Regions from separate parts of the Callithrix jacchus genome. Here region 2 is linked to region 1. Evidence: chromatin contacts called from public Hi-C data. All regions are on one chromosome and are shown on one strand. The core of a region is the stretch at or near the end of the contact, and the rest is flanking DNA. Distances in the headings are between cores, read along the strand shown. Region 1 has its middle 40 kb from the start of OSMR. Region 2 has its middle 100 kb from the start of LIFR.

Region 1 (5,525 bases), core at 209-2,708:
TTTATTTTTCTTTCTCAAGCCTTTCTGTAGAATTGCCAGACCCCTCCTGTCCCAAGGTGTGTGTTCATTGCATTGCACTCTGGGCAGTGTGTTCCAACCTTGGCTGCACAGTAAATTTCCTGAGAAGCTTTTATTTCTTCTTGTTGAGACAGTGTCTCACTCTCACTCAGGCTGGAGTGCAGTGGCACCATCTTAGCTCACCTCAGCCTCAAATTCCTGAGTTTAAGAGATCCTTCTACCTCGGCCTTCCCAGTAGCTAGGACTACAGTCCCATGCCACCATACCCAGCCAATTTTTTTTTTTTTTAAGAGATAGGGTCTTGCTATGTTACCCAGACCGGTCTCAAGTCAAACTCCTGGCCTCAAGCAATCCTCCCGTTTTGGCCTCCCAAAGTGCCAAGATTACAGGCATGAGCCACTGTGTCCAGCCCTAAGGAACTTTTAAAAGTCCCATGAACAGGAAACCTGCTGACCTAAAGATATCAGCCTCTTTTCCTGCTGTGGGACCAGACAGTAGGATTCTGAAAAGTCCCCATTATTCCAGTTTTCACCAGAACTGGAGATCTTTAGGGCATATACAGGACTTGAGGAACATCTGAGGTGGGCTATGTCATCTAACACCTGCGTGAATGAAGGCATTCCCTCAGCGTTTTTCTTTTTCTTAAAAGCCATGCAGATTAAAAAGTGTCTTTTTTATGACTCTCCATTTCACTGAGGAAATCACATTTTGTACCTTTCCTTTCAGTTTCTTCTTTTACCTTGAATAACCCACATCTTGGCCTCCCGGGTATCCCAGTCGCCTCAGACTTCAGGATCTTACTGTTGCCTGATATATTCAATTAACTTTAAGCCTCATGTTCAGCCAACACATCTGAGGATTCCTGAGGGACCCATGTTTCCACTGACACCGCTTCCTGCTTCCCCTAAACGTTTTCTCTCTGCTCTCCATGCAATCTCCTGTAAGCATCATCTGTCTTCCTCATTATTTTTCTCCATGACCAACAGTCTACCATCCCTATCACTTCATTCCCTCAAAGCACCACTAGCAAAAGACTGTGTGCAGCAGACTTTCATGGATAGTTGAAGTGCCAGTGAATGATTATTACCACACAGAACAGCGTAGCCATCATCTTAAAGTCAAACATCAGACATCACCAACCTAACACCCAGTGGCTGTGGAAAATTCCAGTCATGGAGAATTATGACTCTTTGGGTCACATCCATTCCAGAGGCTTTTTCATCTTTTCTCTGGCTGTTGGGTTTGATTCCTCCAAATTCCTGGCACTTATTTTATGCAGGGATAGTCAACTTTCCACATCCTTAGCGAAAGTAGCCTTTGGCTGACTTTGACACACCCCTCTACCCATTCACTCAGCTAACCCAAGAACCAAAAGCACAAAGTGAGGCATAACGGTTCCTTTTACCTCATCCCTTTAACCTGGTCACCTTTCCAAGCAAAGCCTCCCTCCCAGGTCATGGCTTCCAGCTGCCTGCCCTCTTTGTTCTGTTGTGCTCATTGTAGTCTGAAATCAATTCTTTGGTTTAACAATCAATCCCCAAGTGAACAGCATCAGACCACCCACTATGTGATGTCTCTGCTAGGTGCTGGTGGGGGCGGCAGAACTGGGAACATTAGAGCTGGGAGGGACTCAAGGACAATCTAGCTCCTCATTGGAGATGAACAGAATTAAGACCAGCCTCATGGCAGGCCAAGGAGGGTGGAGTGGGTCATGGTGGGAGCTCGGGCTTGCTGCACTCATAGTCAGAAGCACAGTGGTATGACCCTGGGCAAGTTACTTAACTTCTCTGTATTATTATTAGCTCTGAGGCTAATAATAGAACAGGTTCATCAGCCTGGTGGAATAAATGAGTGAAAGCAGGCAAAGTACTTGGAGCAGTATCTTGTGCATGAGACATGCTCAATCAGATCATGACCCTCGCCATGGGCCCCACAGCCAGTTTTTTTTAGACAGACACGAGACATCAGAAAAATATATGTAAGATGTACATAGGCTCTTTGAGATGAGAACCCAAGCTCTTTGGCTTCTGGCTCCCCATGCCTCTTACTCTGCCAGCCCACAGAGGATAACACACAGGTGAGCCCACAAGGACTTGCGATCTAGCTGGATAAACAAAACAGATGCACATGAAACAATCAGGGGCCACCATCAAGAAATAGATAAAGGGCCAAAGCAGTGATGCTCAAGCTTGATTGCACATTAGCATCACTTGGGGGAATTTTTCAAAGTCCTGCTGCCCAAGCCATACCCAGACTGATTAAATCAGAATCTCTAGAGGTAGGGCCCAAGCACCAATACATTCTAAATCACACCGGGTAATTTTAATATGCAGCTAAGGAAGAAAATCACTGGCTCGAACAAGCCTGATACCTTGATGGGCAATCTCAATTCAAAAAGGTGATTTGAATTGAGCTTGCCCAATTTTTCCCCAAATACTGTAAGTACTTGGAAAGCCTCAACTTGTCCACATTTTTTTTAAACTCCTCATTCAGTCATTACTTTTTTAAAGCTCTCATTGATTAGGCCTTCACTATGTGCCAGGCTGGACACTTTTCATGCGTTACTTCATTGACCCAACACAATAATCCTATTAACCAGTACTATAATTAACGCCACTTTACAGATGCGGAAATAAAATCTGGAGAGACGCGGTCAATTAGCCAAGAGGACACAGTTCATGTGCAATAGATCTGGTCTTCTGACACAGAGCCCATGGAACCACACGGGGACCCATCTCAGAAGCTCTGGCCTGTGAAGCATCCTTGTATCTCTCACCTGCCACCCCCAAATTTCAGGGCAGAAATTTTTCTAACATCTCACCACCAGCACCACAGCCTCCACCTCCTCTAGCCATGATTCAAATCCCATGCTGGTCATTTTTATAAAATATTGACTTCTGTTTTGCTTCAATCCCCCCTACTCTAAGAGATCGACTGCTATCCCCTTTCTCTGCCTTTTCTCACTTGTTAGTACAGCATAGAACAAAGCATTGTTCATACCTGCTGTGTATCCATCCCAGTCCTCCAGAGCACAGTTACTTTGCTCTCAAAAGTCTTCATCAAACAAATTTGCATTTTCTTTCCCTAAGGCCAAAGTCCTTATTATGGATATATTAATTATCTACTGCTATGTAGCAATATTACCGGAAGTTTACTAGCTTAAAACAACACACATTTATTATCTCACAGTTTCTATGCATCAGGGATCCTCTACCTAGGATCTCATTAGGTTGTAATCAAGGTGTTAGTTGGGGTGGCAGTCTTAACTGAGAAAGCACCCAGTTCTGAGCTCATTCAGGTTGCTGAAGCATTCAATTCTTTGCAGTTGTAGGACCGCGGGCTTCCATTTCTTGTTGGCTGTTGGTCAGAGACAGACTCTCAGCTCCTTGCCACACCATACTCTCTGTGGGCAGCTCACGATCCTGCAGCTTTCTTCTTCAAAGGCAGCAGAGGAGAGGGTCTCCTCACAAGGTAGAAATTACGATTGTATGCATTGTGGTCACCCACATATAATTACTTTTGCCGTATTCTATTGATTAGAAGTCAGCCGCAGTGCCTACTTATCCTCAAGGGAAGGGATGAGGGCACAAATACCAGGGTGCGAAGATCATGAGGCCACCTGAGAGACTGTCCTCCACAACAGGTCACAGATGCCTTTCTGCTGCCCCTTCTACATGTTTCCCTTTTATTCTACCTCCACTCTTCCCAGTCCTCAATCTTTGCCCAGGTTGCCCCGGGTTTGGAATGCAAAGGCAAGTGGGATTTATTCCATCACCCACCCTTACTCTAAGGACAGGGAAAGTCATTTGGGTGGAAACCCTTCATTATCAGTGAAGGTAAAACAATACGACAATGTAACCCAGGGCAGGGAGAAGCTGGGTCCCTTCCAAAGAGTTTACAGCACTAAAAACAGGGTTTAATACTATTAGAGGGTTTACAGCCCTAGTTTGCATGAAATAGAGCCAAATGTATGCAAATAGAAGGAATATGAGTTTTTCATGCAAACCAAATGGGTATATTTAGAAGGAAACTAATCTTTGTTATGACAAGGTGACTTTAAATTTGGAGATTCAGAGACAGAACTAGTCACAAGTCAGAGTAGAAGCCCCTTTATTCTTTCCCACTGATCAAAGCTGAGTCCTATATGTATACCACCCCCTCTCCCAGCCAGTGGTCTCAGAGGCCAGCGTAGCAAACACAGGCTGAGGAGAAAGACCGCTGGCTACAGATGATAACTGACATTTCAAGACACTAGAAAGGACCAAATGGTGTAGAACTTGATTATTTTTCTATGCAGTGGTGGGCTTTATCTTAGCAGAAGAAGTAGAGGAAGGGCTATGGGAGGATACAGATGCTCATTGACTTACAGTGCAGTTATCTCCTGATAAACCAGTGATTAAGTTGAAAATATCTTAAGTCATAATGCATTTAATACACCTAACCTATTGAACATCACAGCTTAGTCTCACTTACATTAAACATGTTCAGAACACTTACATTAGCCTACAGCTGGGGAAACTTTTTTCTGACACAAACCCTATTTTATAATGAAGTGTTGAACATCTCATGTAACTTACTGAATATGGTACATTGCAGAGCATTGGTTGTTAACTCTTGTGATCACGTGGCTGACTGGGAGCTGCAGCTCACTGGCACCACCCAGCATCACAAGAGAGTATCCTACTACTTTCTACTGAATGTGTATCACTTCCATACCCTCTTAAGATCCAAAGACTGTAAGTCAAACCACCATAAGTCAGGGACTAGCTATATATCAAAATTGGTTGCAGCTGTAAGAAACAGAAAAATCCTGAGTAAGAGTGACTTTAAAAAGAAAGATTATGTCTCTCTCATGTTCAAGAGGTCTGGAGGTAGCCAGAGCTGGGCTAGTAAAGAATCCATGGGGCAGAGAGTCTTCTCTGTCTTTATGTCACATACTCTTTCCATTTCCAAGTTAACTTCATGGTCCAGGTGGCTGCTGGAGCCCCAGTCTTTCCATCTGTCTTCCAGTCCGTAAGTAGGAAAAGAAGAGAAGAAGAACACCTACTCTTCCACTTAAGGATACCCTGTGGAATCTGCACACACACTTCTGCTAATATCCCATTGCCCAAAGGGGAATTGCAGAGCCACACCTAGCTGCAAGAGAGGTTGGGAAATGTTTTCCTTATTCAGGACAGCTAAGCATCCAGATAATCATCACAGAGTTAAAAGTGAGGGAAATGTCTACTGGTGGACAACAGTCTCCAGCTAAGTTATGGTGGACATGAAGATGCACCACCCAGCTTCCACATGCAGGAAGGCCCCATTGCCCCACCTGTCAGGGGTGCAGGTGACGGACAGCCTTCACCTCCAGTCCTTCAGGACTGTCTCAGCTGCAGAGAGCTGCTGGGGCCAAGGGCTTGCTATCCTGCATGCAGCCCACATTTGATACTGATTGAGGTTCGAGCATAGGTGCCTGCCTTTCATGGGACAAGTCTGGCAGGCCATATAAGCTCCAGAGCTCCCCC
Region 2 (5,948 bases), core at 1,842-4,341, 140 kb before region 1:
CAAACTCCTGACCTCAGGTGATCCGCCCACCTCGGCCTCCTAAAGTGCTGGGATTATAAGTATCAGCCACCGCGCCTGGCCAATATGGGTGGTTTGAATGTTGTTTTTCCATCCTTTCTTGTCTCAAGGTCTGTAAGTCCCAGAAAAGCATGGCTGGAAGGCCTTACTGTTACTGGATGTGCTGCTCTCCAAAGGAGACAAGTAAGAAGATGTGTTAATTTGGGACCTCAGAGATACAGATCCTAAAATGGGATTAAACATGCAAGGACTGAATTGGGAAATGCCCACCAGAGACAGATGTGTAGAGTCCTAGCTGGTGTGGCTGGGGGAGGCCTCTCAATGCAATGCAAGCTTAACAGGGAAAGATTGGAGGAGGCACCTGAGGCCTTGCAGAGTATAAAGACCCATCCAGACCATCAGGCGGTCCTTGAGTAAAAGTCAGCTGTCAGATGTGGCCTATGTCAGCCAGGAACAGGCAAGCCTACTCTGTCATCCCTGCCACATAGAGTCAGTGGCTGTGAACAGCTTAGAGAAAGTGTGAGATTGGTGCAACAATGAGCTGGATCTCAGGTGGCATCAGTAGAGTCAATTTTGCTCCCTGTAGTTTGTGGTCTGTGAAGTGGATTCCCATGACTACCCAGCAGATGGTCGCTAATTGCCCCAGAATCTCCTATGGGGACCTCAGGCAGCTACTGTGGAAGTGAGAGGGCCATCTGTGGAATGTAGAGACAGATCCCTCCCCAGGTCCCCTAGACACACACATGCTACAGACACATACACACAGTTTCATGCACATTCACACTACAGGCACATTGACCTTGAGCACACACATGCATGTGCACGTGCACACACACACATGCACACACACACATGCACACACACACACATGCACACACACACTATGGGAGACTATGTATTCTGAAAGGCACAGGTAGACACCTTTCTACAAAATAATGTGCATTAGATAAAGCCTCCCACTTTTTTTTAATGGAGTTTTGCTCTTGTTGCCCAGGCTGGCATGCAGTGGCACGATCTCGGCTCACTGCAACCTCTGCCTCCTGGGTTCAAGTGATTCTCCTGCCTCAGCCTCCTGAGTAGCTGGGATTACAGGTATGCCCACCATGCCTGGCTAATTTTGCATTTTGAGTAGAGACAAGGTTTCTCCATGTTGATCAGGCTGGTCTTGAACTCCCAACCTCAGGTGATCCACCTGCCTCAGCCTCCCAAAGTGCTGGGATTACAGACATGAGCCACTGTGCCAGGCAAAAATTCCCTCACTTCTATGGGTATGTACTGGGACCACTCTGTCATGTTGACCTGGTTATTCACAGCTGGTTTGTATGCAGAGGGTTTGGCTTGTATTTTCCCTGGGCAGGAAACATGTTTAAGCAGTGTGGTCAGTTAAGGAATTAAACAGGAGAAAGAGAGGAGGAAAAGGAGAGAAGGACAGAGTGAGAGGGAGCTAAGAGTTTCTGATACCTATTACACAGCTGAGATCTGCCTTCTGCCTAAAGCAGAAAGAGACCAGCAGGACTCTGGTTGGCACAGCCTAATTACCCACACAGAAGCAGCATTGGCAGTTTGGTGGCAGGAACTTTCTATAGTGGTGACAATACTTAAATTCATGAGGTGACCCTGGGAGCTTGGCGTGGTCTTAGTGAAACAGCTTTCATGTTGGCCCTTTGTCCCTGGAGCCCACCCTAGTGGTTTTGCCCTTCAGGGTGGGCACAGAGTGGAAGAACACGAGCTAGATGCTGGCCAAACCAGGGAGCCAGGTCGAGCTGGAGATGGAATATCCTGAGTGGAAGTAACACCACAGGGATATTCCTGCTCTGTGCCTCTTTGAGGAAAACCTTGCTATTCACTCAACAAATGTTTACACAAACCCTAGCAATCTTCATGCCAGGTTCTGCAAATACAATTCATTTCGAGCAAAAATAGAGGTCATTCTTGCCCATACGGGGATACATTTTTAGTTGGGAGATAAACATTAGTAAATAATCCACCTGAGTGACAACAAATGACAACTACGGCAGGTGCTCTGAAGGGGGGATGCCTATGGTTGTCGTGGAAACATGTTATAGGGGAGGCTTTGTCTAGTCCTGAAAGTCAGAAAGGGACCCCTGAGGAAGTCCCGCTAGCTGAGAACTAAAGCCTTCAACCTCCACAGGGGGGAGCACCACAGAGAAAGTGCACATGCACTGGCCCTTTGGTGGGAGAAAAAGCAGTACCTGGGGGACAAGAATACTAAGGGTGGGAAGCCCATAGAAGTGCGGCTCAAAAAGAGGTGCAGATGCATGAAGGGCTGGATGAGTTCTAGTAGATCATTTTAGGTCTTCATTTTTCTCCCAGGAGCAATACGAGGCTATGGAAGGTCATTAAAGTAGAGAAGTGAGATGATGAGATTTGCATTCCAGAAAAAAAAATGTAGCTGCAGAGTGGCGCTGAATTGGAGGCAGGATGAGACCGAATGCAAGCAGAATTGGTAAGGCAAGAGATGACTCGCCCCATGGCGCAGACCACGGGAGTAGAGGAGGAGAGGGAGGGGACTGGAGGGACTCAAGAGAGAATTCGGACTCAATAGAAATGACTTGGCCATGACTTCGATGTGGGTTGAGGTAGGTCTGACTTCTAGGTTTCTGCCTTTCACATCTGGCTGGGTAGGAATGTCTTCACTGGCAATGGAAAAGGAACACTGCAGAAGGACCAGGCTTGGGGTAGAGGTGGGACAGGTTCCTTCAGGACATCCGAGAAGAAATATCAAGTAGGCAGTTGTATGCATGGCTCTAGTTTCTGACCACCAGAGTGAGAAGGTAGCTTCTGTTGCATTGTATTTGGATGAATTTCTGGGGTAGGAGAGGTGGCCTGGAGCCGAGAGTCAGTGGGGCCTGGGCAGGAGGGTATGTGCTACTCCTGGCTGCTCTCTCCAGAGCAACTATAGCAGCTTTCTAGCCTAGGTACATGAGTTCGGCTGCTCAAGAATTTGTGACACTGAATACACAGGGCTTGAAAGAACCCAGTTAATAAAGGATCAGACGGGACCTAGGAGAAGGCTCGTGAGTCTTTGACAAAAGGAAGTTCTGAGGCCTAATATTTGTTCTTCCTACCCAAAGTTGAGTTATACACCGTGTATCACTATTGACCTACAGTGGGATTTGCTTTCCTGGGAATCCGGAGAAGCACAGCATGTTCCTGTGTGTGAACACACTGTTATCTTTGGCTTAGTCTGAGGCTTGGTCTGAGGGTGTCAAACAGTCCAGATGGTGCTCCTGCCACCTGGAGGACAGAAGCGGAGGTGGAGGCTGGTCTCCTGCTGTCTACCCTACAGTTTGGGGGCACAGAGAATCCATGGGGAGGAAAACAAGGAACTGGTTCCTCCGAGAAGTTGTACAATCAGTGTCAACAGCTCAAGCCAGGGTTTTGGGAAGTCAGACATGGGCACTGATACATTTCTTAAAAGCCTAGGGGACAAGTGGACCACCTTTTCCCATAGAAGAACACCCCTGGAGGTTACTATCAGAAAGGGAATAATGGGTGGATGGACCAGGAGACTATCTGCTTTGTCTGTTTTCATATTTCCTTACATGTTGTTGGCAGGTAACTCACTCTTCCACCAAGGAACAAGGACAGATCTAACCCCTGAATGAGGTAAGGAACTGAGCATGGTGCCTCCGCTCCTGTCTCTCTTTAGGGATCTGAGATCCCACTTGCAAAAAGCATGGATTTTCATCTGCTCAAGAGGTTAGCCGTAAAGACCTTGCCCCTGTGGGCAAAACCTGCAGTTTTCCTACTTTGCCGGTGACTGATTGGATACATTTGATTCTGCAGCACAGTTTTAGTAAGCTCGTTTGGCCTTCCTGCTAAACCTTGCTGTCTAATATCAGCTTAAATATTAAATACTCCATGTTATTCTTCCCCAATCGTTTTTCTTACATAAGGGAAGGTGGGGTAATAAAATCTGTCTTTCAAACATGGGTTAATTATAACAATGTTATTTTGTACTTTCAAGTGCTATGGAATGGAATGCAATGCAAAAGGCATTGTGAATTATACTTACATTAATAACTTCTTAGGTGTCTCAATATAAAGATTAAAGATTTCTAGAATGCCAAGCGTTCGGAGTCATGGGGAGCTGATTTTTCTTTTTCACTTTTTTTTCTTTCTTTTAAGGCCAAGGTAGAGTATGGAAAGGGGTAGCTGATTTTTCAACCTGATTTTTCGATGACTTGATTTTTCAATCTCCTAATATAGAGAGATTGAAAGGAACAGGAGTGTCACTCATTGGGCTTCCGAAAATCCCAACAAAGAATACTGTCTGGAATGCAGAGCCTTGAAGATCTTTGTATGGCTTAAAAATGTGACATATCCTCCCAGGTAGTTAAGAGAATTCAGCTGCTTAGAGAATTGAACTGGACCCTTCGATTGCCATCGATCCAATAAAAGTACGTAGTAGATAACTTTTTCCTACCAGTAAGTGTGGATTAGTCACATAGCCCTTCCAACCCAGGACAAACCAAGGCAAAACAAACAAACAAGTGAAACTGCATTTGTGCCTTTCCCTGGACTCACAGGCTTGCCACACAGGTTATTTCGATTTGCCCTCCAAATGTATTTCCACCTTTTTAGCTCTGCCTGAGCTGCAGGAGACTCCCTGTGTGGGTCATGTCAATGGAATTCTGTTGGTTCAGCCAAAGGGAGTCACTAGTAAGCAGTCAGAAAGTGGGAAAGCGATGTCAGAGTGTTTTGGACTCCTCTCTTTGCCAGGGTGTGGTGGTCCTGTTCCTCTACTGATGGGCAAATTCCCATCAAAGGGCTCCTCTCTCACATCACAGCTCCGACGGTTCGGGCAACTGCCAGATCTCTTCCTGCCCCTTCAAACCTAGGGGTGGTAATGGCTACCCACTGTCGTCAGTCTCCTGGTGCCTCAGAGTCCCTTCTGATCCTATTTATTTCTTCACAAATAGTCTCTTCTTGAATGTTCTTTGGTTACCATCTTGAGTGAACTCTGTTTTCTGTTGAGACTTGAGTCAGAAATATGCACTACCAATACTGGATTAAAAGTCTTCTGAATTTCAGTGCAGATTCTTGGCTGTGTTCACACATTCCCTGTACTGGTAACTGGTGTACAGAGACCAGATACTGTCTAGAAAAATGCGTCTTTGGGCCAGGTTCAGTAGCTCATGCCTGTAATCTCAACACTTTGGGAGTCTGAGGTGGGTGGATCACCTGAGGTCAGGAGTTTGAGACCAGCCTGACCAACATGGCAAAACCCCATCTCCACTAAAAATACAAAATTAGCTGGGCATGGTGGCACATGCCTGTAGTTCCAGCTACTCTCGAGGCTGAGACAGGAGAATTGCTTGAACCCAGGAGGCAGAGGTTGCAGTGGGCTGATATGGTGTGATTGCACTCCAGCCTGGGCATCAAGGGCAAAACTTTGAAAAGAAAGGGAAGGAAGGAAGGAAGGATAGAAGGAAGGAAAAGAGGGAGGGAGGGAGGGAGGGAGGGAGGGAGGGAGGGAAAAGGAAGGAAGGAGGGAAGAAAGAAAGGAAGAAAGAAAGAAGGGAGGAAGGGAGGGAGGAAGGAAGGAGGGGAGGGAGGGAGGAAGGGAGGAAGGAAGGAATGAAGGGAGGGAGGGAGGGAAGAAAGGAGGAAAGAAAGAAAGAAGGGAGGAAGAGAGGGAGGGAGGGAAGGAAGGAAGAAAGGAGGGAGGGAGGGAGGAAGAAAGGAAGGAAGGGAGGGAAGGAAGAAAAAAGGAAAGAAGAAAGAAAGAAGGGAGGGGGGAGGGAAGGAGGGAAGAAAGAAAGGAAGAAAGAAAGAAAAAACGGAGGGAGGGAGGAAGAAAGGAAGGAAGGAGGGGAGGGAAGGAAGGAAAGGAAGGAGGAAAGAAAGAAAGAAGGAAGGGAGAGAGGGAGGGAGGGAAGGAAGCAAGAAAGGAGGGAGGGAGG

What was found. A called contact is a pair of places that touch in the nucleus more often than the background predicts.
Region 2: a Hi-C map of skeletal muscle shows a contact between it and region 1, with 4 times the contacts expected there. The contact joins two enhancer-like sites. A contact is called at or near these places in 2 of 3 Hi-C or Micro-C datasets (both in skeletal muscle).

What each region holds. Positions count from the first base shown.
Region 1 is chr2:166,748,039-166,753,563 of calJac240_pri, reverse strand. No RefSeq gene overlaps it. Among named protein-coding and RNA genes, the nearest start is that of OSMR, 40 kb to the right of the region's middle. Within about 2 kb of position 1,458, at least 1 of the 16 cell types and tissues checked has an H3K27ac peak or open chromatin away from gene starts, as enhancers often do. A contact at or near this core is called in skeletal muscle, where this site is marked.
Region 2 is chr2:166,887,059-166,893,006 of calJac240_pri, reverse strand. No RefSeq gene overlaps it. Among named protein-coding and RNA genes, the nearest start is that of LIFR, 100 kb to the left of the region's middle. Within about 2 kb of position 3,091, at least 2 of the 16 cell types and tissues checked have an H3K27ac peak or open chromatin away from gene starts, as enhancers often do. A contact at or near this core is called in skeletal muscle, where this site is marked.